3 separate regions of the Hordeum vulgare genome follow, and all the other regions are linked to region 3. A link is a contact called in public Hi-C data. All regions are on one chromosome and are shown on one strand. Each heading gives the region's core, a stretch centred on a gene start, on an enhancer-like site or on the middle of the called end of the contact. The rest is flanking DNA. Distances are from core to core; before and after follow the strand shown. Region 1 holds the start of LOC123410758 (aminoacylase-1-like). Region 2 holds the start of LOC123410926 (putative transcription elongation factor SPT5 homolog 1). Region 3 holds the start of LOC123409909.

Region 1 (3,922 bases), core at 507-3,006, 560 kb after region 3:
GAAAACTACATACGGATGTATATAGACATACTTTAGAATGTATATTTACTTATTTTGTTCCGTATGTAGTCCATTAGAAAAATCTCTTAAAATACTTATATTTAAAAATGGAGGGAGTATTATTCATGAGGCCTTTCATGCATGCCCTGTCAGCCGACTTATCTTTTATCTGAGCCATGCATGCATGTGGCCACTACTAGTGGCGTATGTGCTAAAATGCGATTAGACGTGGTTAGCTGCCGTCGTACCGGAAGACATAGGTGCGACGTCGTTGTGTAATCGCGTTCAATATTTAAATATACTTCATCCGTTTTTAAATAAAAGTCTTTTTACAGGTTTCATTAAGGAACTACATACAAAGTAAAATTAGTGAATTTTTACTTTAAAGTATGTCTACATCTGTATATAGCTTCCTAGTAAAAACCTTTAAAAATACTTATACTCCCTTCGCCTGAAAATACTTATCGGAGAGATGGGTGTATCTAGACATATTTTAGTTCTAAATGCATCCATTTCAATTCATTTTTACGACAAATAATTTTGGATGAAGGGAGTATTTAGTAACGGAGGAAGTATGTCATCTATTGATTTGAATCTAGGATTGTAAGAGCTTGTTTGAGACTATTCTGCTTTTTAAAATTCAGCTTCGTTCTAGAAAAGACAAGCCAAATGAGATAGCTCCACAATATGCTGTTTCATAAAAAAATAGAATCTGAAGTACAACTTCAAAGTTTTCATGAAGCTTTTTAGAGGGTGCTCCAAAAAAAATATAGAAGCTGAAGTTGAGGAGAAATTACCTATCACTGTTATCAGTAAGTGGATACCCCTTCATTTTTTCCCCTCAACCAATTAAATAGATTCTTTTCATCAAATTTTCCGTTTTTAAAGTTGGACTTAGATGAAAGCCAGACATTATCTTGATAGTGCTATAGCTTTTGTATAAAACTGCTCCAAAGTAAACTTAATGAAGTAAAACTGATTTTGATGAAATGAAGCAGTGCCAAACATACCCTAAGACCCTGTTTGGTTTCAAATAAGTCACCAATTTATAAGTTGAAAAGTGCAAAAAGTGACTTATTTTGCCAAACAAACCCAACTTATAAGTCACCCCAACTTATAAGTCATAAGTTGCTTCACCCCAACTTAGAACTTATAAGTCACCCACTTTTACATGAAAAAATGACTTATAAGTCAGATGACAACCAAACAGACGTGACTTATAAGTCACTGGTTTTAAATCACCTGACTTAGGCCCTGTTTGCAACCACCCAGATTATATAATCCAGTTTTTATAATCTATTATGTCTCCAAACAGGACAGCTTATGGTGTAGATTATAAAAACTAGATGGATAGATTATTAAAAACTCATAATCTACTCTATACCAGCTATAATCTGATTATGGATTGCTAATGACCCATTACCCTTATAAAGTTGGAGATAATTACATTTCTACCACCGCCATCCTTCTCTTTTTTCAAAAAAAAAAAAAACAGAGGACAAACAGGTCATTATGCAATGTAAAACATTTATTACAGTTTATATAATCTGGCCTCCAAACATGTCCACTTAGATTATTTTTATAAACCAGATTATATAATCTATCTTCATAATCCAGATTATCATAATCTATTATGATTCCAAACAAAGCCTTATAAGTCAGACTTATTGAAACCAAACAGGCTAAGCTTGAGTAGAACAGGCACACGGACAATGGGGGCTGGGGCTTCCCTGAAAAATCGTTGGCTTCGCCGGATAGACGAATCACATTCGGTCAAACAAGGCAGTCCAAACAAACACTCCGCAGCGTCAGGCCGCACCGCAACCAACCGCGCACCATGCGTCGTCTCAGCCACTTCCCCCTCCTCCTCGCCGCCGTCCTCCTCGCGGCGGCCCCGCACCCGGCCCACCCCCTGACCGAGCTCGAGGCCTCCCAAATCAGGCGCTTCCAGGACTACCTCCGCATCTGCACCGCCCACCCCGCTCCGGACTACGCCGGCGCCGCCGCGTTCCTCCTCCCCTACGCGGCGTCGCTCGGCCTCCACACCGCCACGCTCCACTTCAGCCCCTGCAAGTCAAAGCCGCTCCTCCTCCTCACCTGGCCGGGCACGGACCCTTCCCTCCCTTCCATCCTCCTCAACTCCCACGTCGACTCCGTCCCCGCGGAGCCCGAGCACTGGATCCACCCGCCCTACGCCGCGCACCGCGACCCCGCCACCGGCCGCGTCTACGCCCGCGGCGCGCAGGACGACAAGTGCCTCCCGGTCCAGTACCTCGAGGCCATCCGCGGCCTGCAGGCCGCCGGCTTCGCGCCCGCCCGCACCGTCCACGTCTCGCTCGTCCCCGACGAGGAGATCGGCGGCGAGGACGGCCACGAGAAGTTCGTCCAGTCGGAGGAGTTCCGCGCCCTCAATGTCGGGTTCATGCTCGACGAGGGGCAGGCGTCGCCGACGGACGTGTACAGGGTTTTCTACGCGGACAGGCTGGTGTGGAAGCTGATCGTGAAGGCCACGGGGCCTCCCGGCCATGGGTCGAAGATGTTCGATGGGGCCGCCGTGGGGAACCTGATGGATTGCATTGAGACCGTGGCTGGATACAGGGATGCACAGTTCGACAAGGTCAAGTCGGGCAAGTGCGGTCCCGGAGAGGTGGTGTCCGTGAATCCTGTGTATATGAATGCCGGCACGCCGAGCCCCACGGTAAGGAAACTGCTGCTTCGTACTGTATCTATTTAGTTCAGTGCACGGTGATAGTACGATAGTACTAGTGAGCAATGATTATAATTTGAGACGGCCAGACAACATCATTTAGAGCATCTATTATTAGCACAACTGAGAGCAGCTCTGTCAGCCAGGAAACTGACCAACTTCATAGGCTACAGAGGTTACTGCTATTGTTGGGCTATAGGATTATCACTTTATCAGCCTAAAATATTCTACAAAACATACATCGATTTTGGACACGTCCATGGGTTACTGCTATTCTTGATGTACAGCGGTAATACTATCAGCTTCAGTGCTACAGAGGTGTATAGTTACATCATGCGCAAATGAACAATTGAAAGCATGCAAGCATATGAGATTGTTGGGCTATAGGATTATCATTTTATCAGTACTTCTATCCACTTGTAGTAAATTCACATGTAAGCGTTGATGCATATCCTCTATACGAAGTAGTAAACCTAATTAGTTTGTTCAAGTGATCTAGTGCAAAATGAAGACTTGAAGCAATGCCATCATGCACTTCGTCAGTAAGTCAATACTCTGGGAGAATTGCTAACCAGATCTTTTTTTAGAAAAGAAGTGTTTGGATGCTAACTGCAAAACCCACACATATATGATGAGTATAACTAACAGGGAAAGGCTAGACTGCATTGGTTCAAGGGAACTGGAATATGTGGAAGGGAGGAGGGGTAGAAGAACATATATTGAGAAGATTAGCAGAGAATTGATTAATTGTTCTTTACTAATAGATGCATGTTGATAGGGACTGTGTAACTCCATCTAGTCCCTAGGTTACAATCTGGACTACAACAGAACTTTTACTTTACATGGAATATATCAAGGAAATAAACTCAACTAACAATGGTGCTCATTATTCTTATGTCTAGTTTCCAACTAATAGTAGCAGAACAAAGGACAGTTCAGCATGAACAGTATTTTGCTGTTACACATGCAAAACAGTACCACAACACATCATATCCTCCTGCTCTACGCCTATTCCATCCTTTTGTTTTATTAATTGAACTTTTCTATGAACTGAGATCATACCATTTTCCATTACTTCCGACATAGAAATAAGTAGTTCAGAACAACCAAACACGTAAAAGAGTAATAGAGTTCGGAGCACTAACAAGAAGCCCACTGATCAAATCAGGTCTCGGGCCCAAACTGTTGGACAAAAAACATGTTAGCAGCCAGTGC
Region 2 (3,684 bases), core at 773-3,272, 540 kb before region 3:
GGCAATTTTAGGGTTTTGAGTAAACTATGAATTGTATTTTGTAGCACATGAAGATTTTGAGGGTACAATGAGGACAAGTGCAAAACAGATTATATCAAGTGATTCTTCAGAAATTATCTATCTATATCCATACCAATATACGAAGTACTAGTTAGGGTTTGATGCAGACCATCTTATATTCTTATTCGTCCAATTCAGTCTGACGGCTCAAGAATAAAATTGAACATCTAAAAAATTGTGTTTGCACATTGAATCCCTTAATGACACCATACTGATTATCCTTTACAACACCTCTTTCAAATTGTGGAGAATTGCACAATCCATTTATCATTTTAGCCATGACAGTATGATTGATTACCGTACTTAAAGCTCCACATGATGTATTTCATAAATGTTATGGTCACAAATGTTCAAGATAAAAGCAGGGGAGTCCAAAATCTGACGGATTTTTTTAGGAGATGTAGTTTATATTGGACAAACCTTACAGCCCACAATTACACCAGTCAGATATACAGGGCATGATGTCATGCTATTTCCCTTGCTCGTAACAATGAATCTTTTGAGCCGTTCTGCAGTTTACAGATGAATAATTGACTGATTTTCACCATGGTAGCAAAAGATATGTCAAGCTTAATGTGTATATTTTTATCTGCACCGGATCAAGTTGTATTCAAAGGTATTTTGTCTAGCATCCGGAAGACTGCACGAATTTAGTTAACTACCCAAGACTAGAAGAGGAAGTAGTGTGGTTCATTTACGTCATATGCATGGTCTGCTCGACAACTTAGTACGTAGTTGTTAATACCACATAATCTTCAATTAGCTCTGTTCCATGTAGGATTGATAGCATAGATTTATTCAGAAACAGTGTGTCTATGGCTCTATAGGGAGCACAATTTAGGCATAATTTTAATGAACAAACAGGAAACAGAGATCTATAAACAAAATCTGCTTTCGAACAAGAAAGTTCCCATGCCTGAAAGAACTCTCGACTTGACTCGAGTCCAAGCTCAGGATCAAACATACCATAGAGTATAGCATCAATAAGGGGGTTAATGTCGTCCTATTAGGATTCAAATTATTATCGTAAAAGAGAAGACATCCAAAACCGACACCTCCCAATGAAGATCAGCACTTCAACAGACCAGAACAGAAGCAACCAAATCAGTTTTAGCTTGAACAAGCATGTACTACGAAGTAATGACCGGGATATATGAGTTCTGCTAAATCACCATAATTCTCAGTTTGCAACCATTGAACATTAAGGCCATGACAACTAAACGATAACAAGCTCCGATTTAAGACAACAAAAAAAACATAGAATGGCATCAAAACCGCTGACACCTAGCTCTTAGGCAAAATTCAATAACTACTAGTATGTCCTAATATTTCCACCATCATCAGTTACCGAGAATCGCGCATCCAGAGGACGAAATAGAATAAAAAACACTTACACCTCAAGCCTAGTTCTGCAAATCAAGCCAAGCGGTTTCAGATCTCACCAAAGGCCGGCAGAAATACACAAGGATGGCATGGAGACCGCAATCGGATAGCGCAAACGAAAAGAAAAACTCACCATCCTCGCCTTCGCCTTCGTCCTCCTCCTCCTCGTCCTCGTCGACCTGCGCCTCCTCGTCGAAGAACCCGCGCACGCCGCCGCCGCCCTTCTTCCTCGGGCGGCTCCCGCCGTCGTCCTCCTCGTCCTCGTCGTCGTCCTCGATGGCCGAGTCGTCGATGAAGTTGTCCTGGCGCGATCTCTTCCGCACCCCGCCGCCGCCGGCGGGGGCGCGGGAGCGGGAGGCCCCCTTGCCCCGGCCCCGCGCCTCCTCCTCGTAGTCGTCCCCCTCGTCCTCCTCCTCGTCGTCGAGGTCGTAGGCCTCCTCCTCGTCCTCCTCCTCCTCCTCCTCGTCGTCGTCGTCGCGGCCTCGGCGAGCCATGGGTGGATTTGGCGGCTAGGTTTTCGGGCGCTCGCGGGGGGCGTCGAGGGGAAAGGGGAAACTCGTCTCCTCAGACGAGTCGTGCCCGTGCGCCTAGGCGGTTGCGAGGTGTAGCCTGGGCTGGCTGCGGGCTGCGGGCTGCGTCGGGTCGCTCTGTGGACCGTTGGATCAGCTGTACGATTCGGGGACTCGGTCGGATCTCGGATGGCTGGCTTCACTGTGGCCCACTGGTTGGACCGTAACTGGGTACCGTCTCCGTGTGTATATATCCCTTTCCGTTCTGTGACGGACAAATCCGAGTATGACGACGTCACCTGCTTTTTTTCACTGAAAAAAATACAGCGTCACCTGCTGGATACAGTCAGGTCAAAGGTGTTGCGCCCTTGCCGATCTGCTCTCTCGTGCTAGAATAACGAATGTGCGGCAGGGAACGCTGCTTTGAGCATCAGATTTCTCCGGCTATTTTCAGATGGCGGCTGATCCTGATGCTACTTTTGATCAGTCCTATGGGCTATGGCCTGCAATTGTTGGGGTGCTCAATTTAAGGCAGCTTTTTGGAGCGTCGAAGTAGGATCTTGAGAGTTTAGTGGACATATTAGATTGTGTCTTTCCTAAACGACCCACTACGCTGGCTCGAAACGTTTTAGGATTTCAAGTGACTTCGGCGGCGCGCAGGTGATCTTCATCTCTGCGACGTAAAGAAGCTCCCTGCTACAGTGATCTCTTCACAACACCCGTGAATCCTTTCCACGTCCTACTTGCTCCTCTCTGGGTGACTAAGATGGGCATTTGCGTACATGTCCGTCCTTGAAGCACGTGGGGCAACTGGGTTCTAGGGGTTCCAAGAGATCGACGGTCATGTCTTATTTGGGATCAAGGACGGGTAAGAAGGAGTTTGTGGAGAAGCAGCTGGAGGGGATGAGGTTGTCTTGGATGGAGAACGCGACGCTGGTGATCGACGACGATGAGTATTGCAAGAGAGGGATGAAGTGCCATCTTGGGCGCTTCTGGGGGAAATTCTGCATCGGCGGGTGCTTCATGTCAATACCATAATGGATGCCCTTCGCCCAACGTGGGGTAATCCAAAGGGTTTTTGCTTTAACTCTGTTGGAGAAAAGTTGTTTGTGGCCATCACTAAAGGGCAACGTGATCCCGATATAATTTTTTAAGAAGATCCCTCGATGGTGGGAAAGCATGTTGTTGTGCTAAAGGTTTTGGCTTGTTGTTTGAAGCCATGTGACTAGAAGTTTGAGAAGATGCAAATTTGGGCTCATGTAATCAATCTTCCTTCCAATCTTCGGTATCCGCCTTGGTGCCTGATGGGTGATGTCATTAAGGTGGGCGTGGATGTGGAAGGGTTTGCTTATGGAGAATTGCTAGGGTGAGGATATGGATAATTGTCAAATAACCAATCATGGAGTGGGTGCAGCTGGAGTCGGCTCATAACAAGGGGGGAATCTTTTATGATATACAATATGAGAAATTTTCGTACTTATGCTTTTTATGCGGTATTCTTGGTTATGCCGAGATGTTTTGTCCCGATCCGACAAATAGAGACGTTCAAGTCGGTTGTCATTTAGGAAAACCTTGAGGTGGTATTGTGGTAGGAAGAGTTGGGGGAGTGCACCTAGAGGTGCGAGGTGACGGCCTTTGGCAAAAATTGTTGGAAATATGCCCTAGAGGCAATAATAAAATGGTTATTATCATATTTCCTTGTTCATGATAATCGTCTAATGTTCATGCTATA
Region 3 (4,197 bases), core at 923-3,422:
CCATGATTGTATCATTCCAGAAAAACTGAATGTTTTTATGGACATGTACAACTAAAGTACCATATCAAGTATGCTTGTCAAATAAAGCAGGTCACTAATTTTCCAAGAATATTGAACGAAGGCGGTTTAATCTCATCACACATCATGTTTCTTGTCCTATGCAATACAAATGTTCTTATATTAAAATATGTAAAGAATATTGAACGGAAGACGATTTAATCTCATCACACATCATGTTTCTTGTCCTACACGATATATATGTTCTTATATTAAAATATGTAGGATTGTGTTACATTCCATCGTCAACAATGGTATAGATCCAGATTGCAATGCCCCGAAAAGCAGTAAAAGTTTGATCATCAAATACCGCAGTTCAAACAGCTAAATTCTTAGTTGGAACACCATCCTCAAGATGCACAGCCTGCCTATGACTAACATCGGCAAGTACTATGCAACCTTGTAAAGCCCTCTGCTAGCAGATTAGAGTGATTAATAGTTCAACATGAAACAGCTTTTTTGCAGGAATTATAAATTTGCTTCTGCTGTTAAGTCTCTGAACCAGTTCTACTTCTGTCTCCTATGAAGTAATCACAACATACCAGCAAATCAAACAATACTCTGGTCTAATTCTGATTCTGCTTGATCCCTGTGAATTTGGCAGTTATTAACTACAATGAATCATTTCAGACAACATGTGGTAAGTTTATGTGAGACCTTACCACAAGAAAAGGAAGGGACAAGGGGGAACGTGTACCATTTCAGTGAGACAAAGCAGCATAAGAAGAAAGAAAACTAGGTGAAATATTTAGGAGTAGAATTTCACTATAGAGCAATGCCATGAGGTGCAATGTATCCCATAAATTAGAGGCTTTCTGGTATACACAAGGATCACACTTCTACATGTGACAGAGTGGAAATACATACCATGGCTACATCGAACACATGCACCACGCATAATCTTGCAAATAGTGCAGACCATTTTTGTCCGCTTCTCTGGGATGTCACCGATATTTGTGATCGGTTCCATTGAGTCCGTGTCCTCTACAAAAACCTCCGGTGCCCATAGACTACAGAACAAGTGTGCAAAATTCAGGTTGCCCCCATTTGCAATTCCACCAGGCTCACATTTTACAGGTTTCAAAGCACCTTTCTCCGTTGAGCAAAGCACACAAGGCATAAACGCAATCCTGCCTGCATCACTCTGTGTCAACCTCCGTTCACACAAGGCACACATCCAATAGCCATCTGGCTCGACCTGCACACCGTAACACTTCTGGTGCACCGACACCTTGCAGCTATTGCACTGGAGCATCCTATTGGATGCAGCATCACTCTCTCCCAAACAACATACATCACATCTTGAACCAGAGTCACTTTCCAAGGGTGGCAGGACCACAAGCTGCTCAAGCCCAGCATCTGCACCCAGCAGCTTCCTCTTCTTGTTTGGGCGCACCGAAGTGAGCACAGCCCGTCCTCTTGCTCCGAGGAGCCAATTCAATGAGGAGTCCGGATTGTCGTTGCGGCCTGGTAAAACAACACCATCTCTCTTGCCTGGATCTAGTTCAATTACCAAGGGCTGCTCGTCTTGGTGCAAAATCACCTCCTGCATATCCCGTACACAGTGCTCTTCACTAGTCCCATTGCTATTGACTAGCTCCGTACTGTTCCAAATAAAATCTGAGCTCTGATGTGGATCATGTTTGCTATGCACCATGCCGTTCTCCAACTCCATCGAGTTTGAATTCGAGTTTTCGGCGACCACGGCCGCATCAGACGGATCAACATGTCTCCCCAACACTTCCTTGCCACTGCCCACAAACGGCACGAGGAGGCATGGATCGAGCCAGCTGGAGCTGGAGAGAGGCTTGGGCTCTGCCATCTCCAAATCCTGCAACGTCATATCCCGGAAGTAAGGCTCCATCCTGTCCCAGAAAGCATTGGATCTCGCTTTGGGCTGCTCCACAGCAGCTGCAGGATCCGGCGGCTGGGCCTTCTTGTGCTTCCTCCGCGCGTCGCCGACCACCGCCCATCTGACGACCCGCGCGGGCAGCAGAGGGTTCCGGGCCGCCGCCTCCTCGCCGTCGAACGGCGAGCGCAGCGACAGCGCCTTTCTCGCCTGCTCGGACGTGGACACGCCGCCAGCCTCCGGCGAGGCTCCGGCGGCCGCGTCGGCGTCGTCGCCGGCGAGCGGCGCATCGTCGCCGGCGTCCGGGGAGGACGGGGCCGCGTCGGCGTCGGCGGCGGGCCGCGCTCTCCGGCGAGGCGCCACGGCGGTCGTGGGGGCGGAAAACCTCTGGGGGCTAGGGTTTCTCTCGGGTCACGATTTTTGGGGGAGTTCAGATCCGCCAGCGGGAGAGGGAGAAAGACGGAAGAGAGAGAGAGAGACGGTTGCTTTTGCTTCTGCGTAAAAAAAAAATCGCGGCGCCCGTTTGTCTGCCCCGTCGTAGTGGGCTGGGCCTCGGAGCGTCGTGCTCGTGCCTCGTGAAAGGTGCCCGTCGCCGTAAACGCCACGTACACCCGACCCGCGCGCCTGCGCGCAGCCTGGCTGCGGGGGAGGTCCCGCGCTGTCGGTGAGACAGGTCGCGTGGCCGGACCAATTTCGCGTCGAGGGCGTCGTGGTCTCCTCAAGGGATTCGGTTCTGGTTGCATGGCTGACGTGTGGTCCCGGGTGTCGCTACGTGGCCGCGGATCCTGGGTTCGGTTTACCGGGTTGGCGGGTAGGTGACGGGACGCGTGGTGGCCGGTGACTCGAGGCGGGCCCACTTGGTGGGGCTGGGCGGGCGACTGCGCACACACGTACGCCTGCACGGCCACAGATTTGGAAACGGTTGGGGCCTCCCTTTCACGTGATGCCGGTCAATGGCAGGTTGGGCCCGGTTCTCCTCCTTTATGGGAGCCGTTGGACTGCGCGGTTCTGCTAGGATACGCACGAAGTACCAACAATGAGGCTGGCCCATTACGCTGCATGGCCAACCCACCAAGTGGGCCTCGGCCACCAGTGCGAAATGACGAACACACCTGCCGGGTTCGGGCTCGTAAAGACTTCGTCAAAACAATTTCAAATGTAGAGAGTTTATTTATATTTAATTACGAATTATTCTCTAGGTTATTTATTGGACGTTGATATCTGCCACACATGTCGTAGGAAGTGAGGCGGACCCGACGTTTCTATAGCCAAAGATTACCACATCACTCCATGCACGTATGTCAGAATCTTTTAGGATTTCTAATTTTTTTAATATTTTATTTTTAAGTGGAAAATCCGATTGAACATTCGTTTTCATAACTAAATCCCTCACGATTCTTCAATACTAAATCTTATATCGATGTGTTTCAACGATTTATTTTTTGGTCAAAATTTGCCATGTCTATCTCACATAAATTGTCATGATATTTACGCTCAAATTGTCTTAATATATCTTAACTAATTTTGACACATTATGTGACGGGGATATTACCCTGGGTATATCAAGAGCGAGATTATCCATCTTCAAGACGTTTGGAGGCTGCCTCGCCCCTCCCCCCCCCCCACGCCGGCTAGCGATAGCCGGCCCCCTTGGCTAACGTGTGCCTGGCCGGCTGGCGACAGTCGGCCCACGCGCACCCGGTCGGCTCGCGATAGCCGGCCCACTTATCCAACGCATGCCCAGCCCCGTCCCATCCGGCCATACCATCGTATGAAGACAAGACAAGACAGATGATGCACAGACCATCACGGTAGCAGTACGCACTGACACGCGTCGTGGCCGTGCGTGATGATGAATGGGTTAGCGAGGCTACACGATCTGTGTCACCCCCCACGCTGACCAAGCGAGGCGGCCATGTAGCCACGTTCCCCCTTTTCCCGCGCCCTGACGATTCGGCTCGTCAGCCGCTACTGCACACGGCCGGCGGGACCCGTGACAAGACTCGACAATCGATGGGCCCCATATCCAGCCGGAGAGGCTGGCAGTCGCCTCCCACCTCATGTCCTACCCATGCTACTGTACCCCTTGGCTACACTATAAAACCTCACTCCTGCCCACCGAGAGAGGCAGGTCGCACCACGTTTACACGGAGATAGACCCACCCACGGCACACGTAGAACACCATCGAGGCAGTGAGACCGGCAGCCACAGCTCTGTCTCCCTCCTCCCAAACAGCTCTAGGAGCACCATTTGTAGTGTGATTCTCATATAGTCACACGGACAGGACTAG

What was found. A called contact is a pair of places that touch in the nucleus more often than the background predicts.
Region 1: a contact with region 3 is called in a Hi-C map of leaf, with 4 times the contacts expected there. The contact joins the promoter of LOC123410758 here to the promoter of LOC123409909 in region 3. A contact is called at or near these places in 2 of 6 Hi-C or Micro-C datasets (leaf and seedling).
Region 2: a contact with region 3 is called in a Hi-C map of leaf, with 3 times the contacts expected there. The contact joins the promoter of LOC123410926 here to the promoter of LOC123409909 in region 3. A contact is called at or near these places in 2 of 6 Hi-C or Micro-C datasets (leaf and seedling).

The regions. Positions count from the first base shown.
Region 1 is chr7H:76,027,735-76,031,656 of MorexV3_pseudomolecules_assembly, forward strand. It overlaps LOC123410758 (aminoacylase-1-like), which reads left to right and starts at 1,757. Exons shown (of 4, transcript XM_045103698.1): 1 at 1,757-2,698. The coding sequence starts at 1,838.
Region 2 is chr7H:74,927,464-74,931,147 of MorexV3_pseudomolecules_assembly, forward strand. It overlaps LOC123410926 (putative transcription elongation factor SPT5 homolog 1), which reads right to left and starts at 2,023. Exons shown (of 22, transcript XM_045103850.1): 1 at 1,577-2,023. The coding sequence starts at 1,937.
Region 3 is chr7H:75,467,551-75,471,747 of MorexV3_pseudomolecules_assembly, forward strand. LOC123409909 reads right to left here and starts at 2,173. Exons shown (of 19, transcript XM_045102783.1): 1 at 925-2,173. The coding sequence starts at 1,921.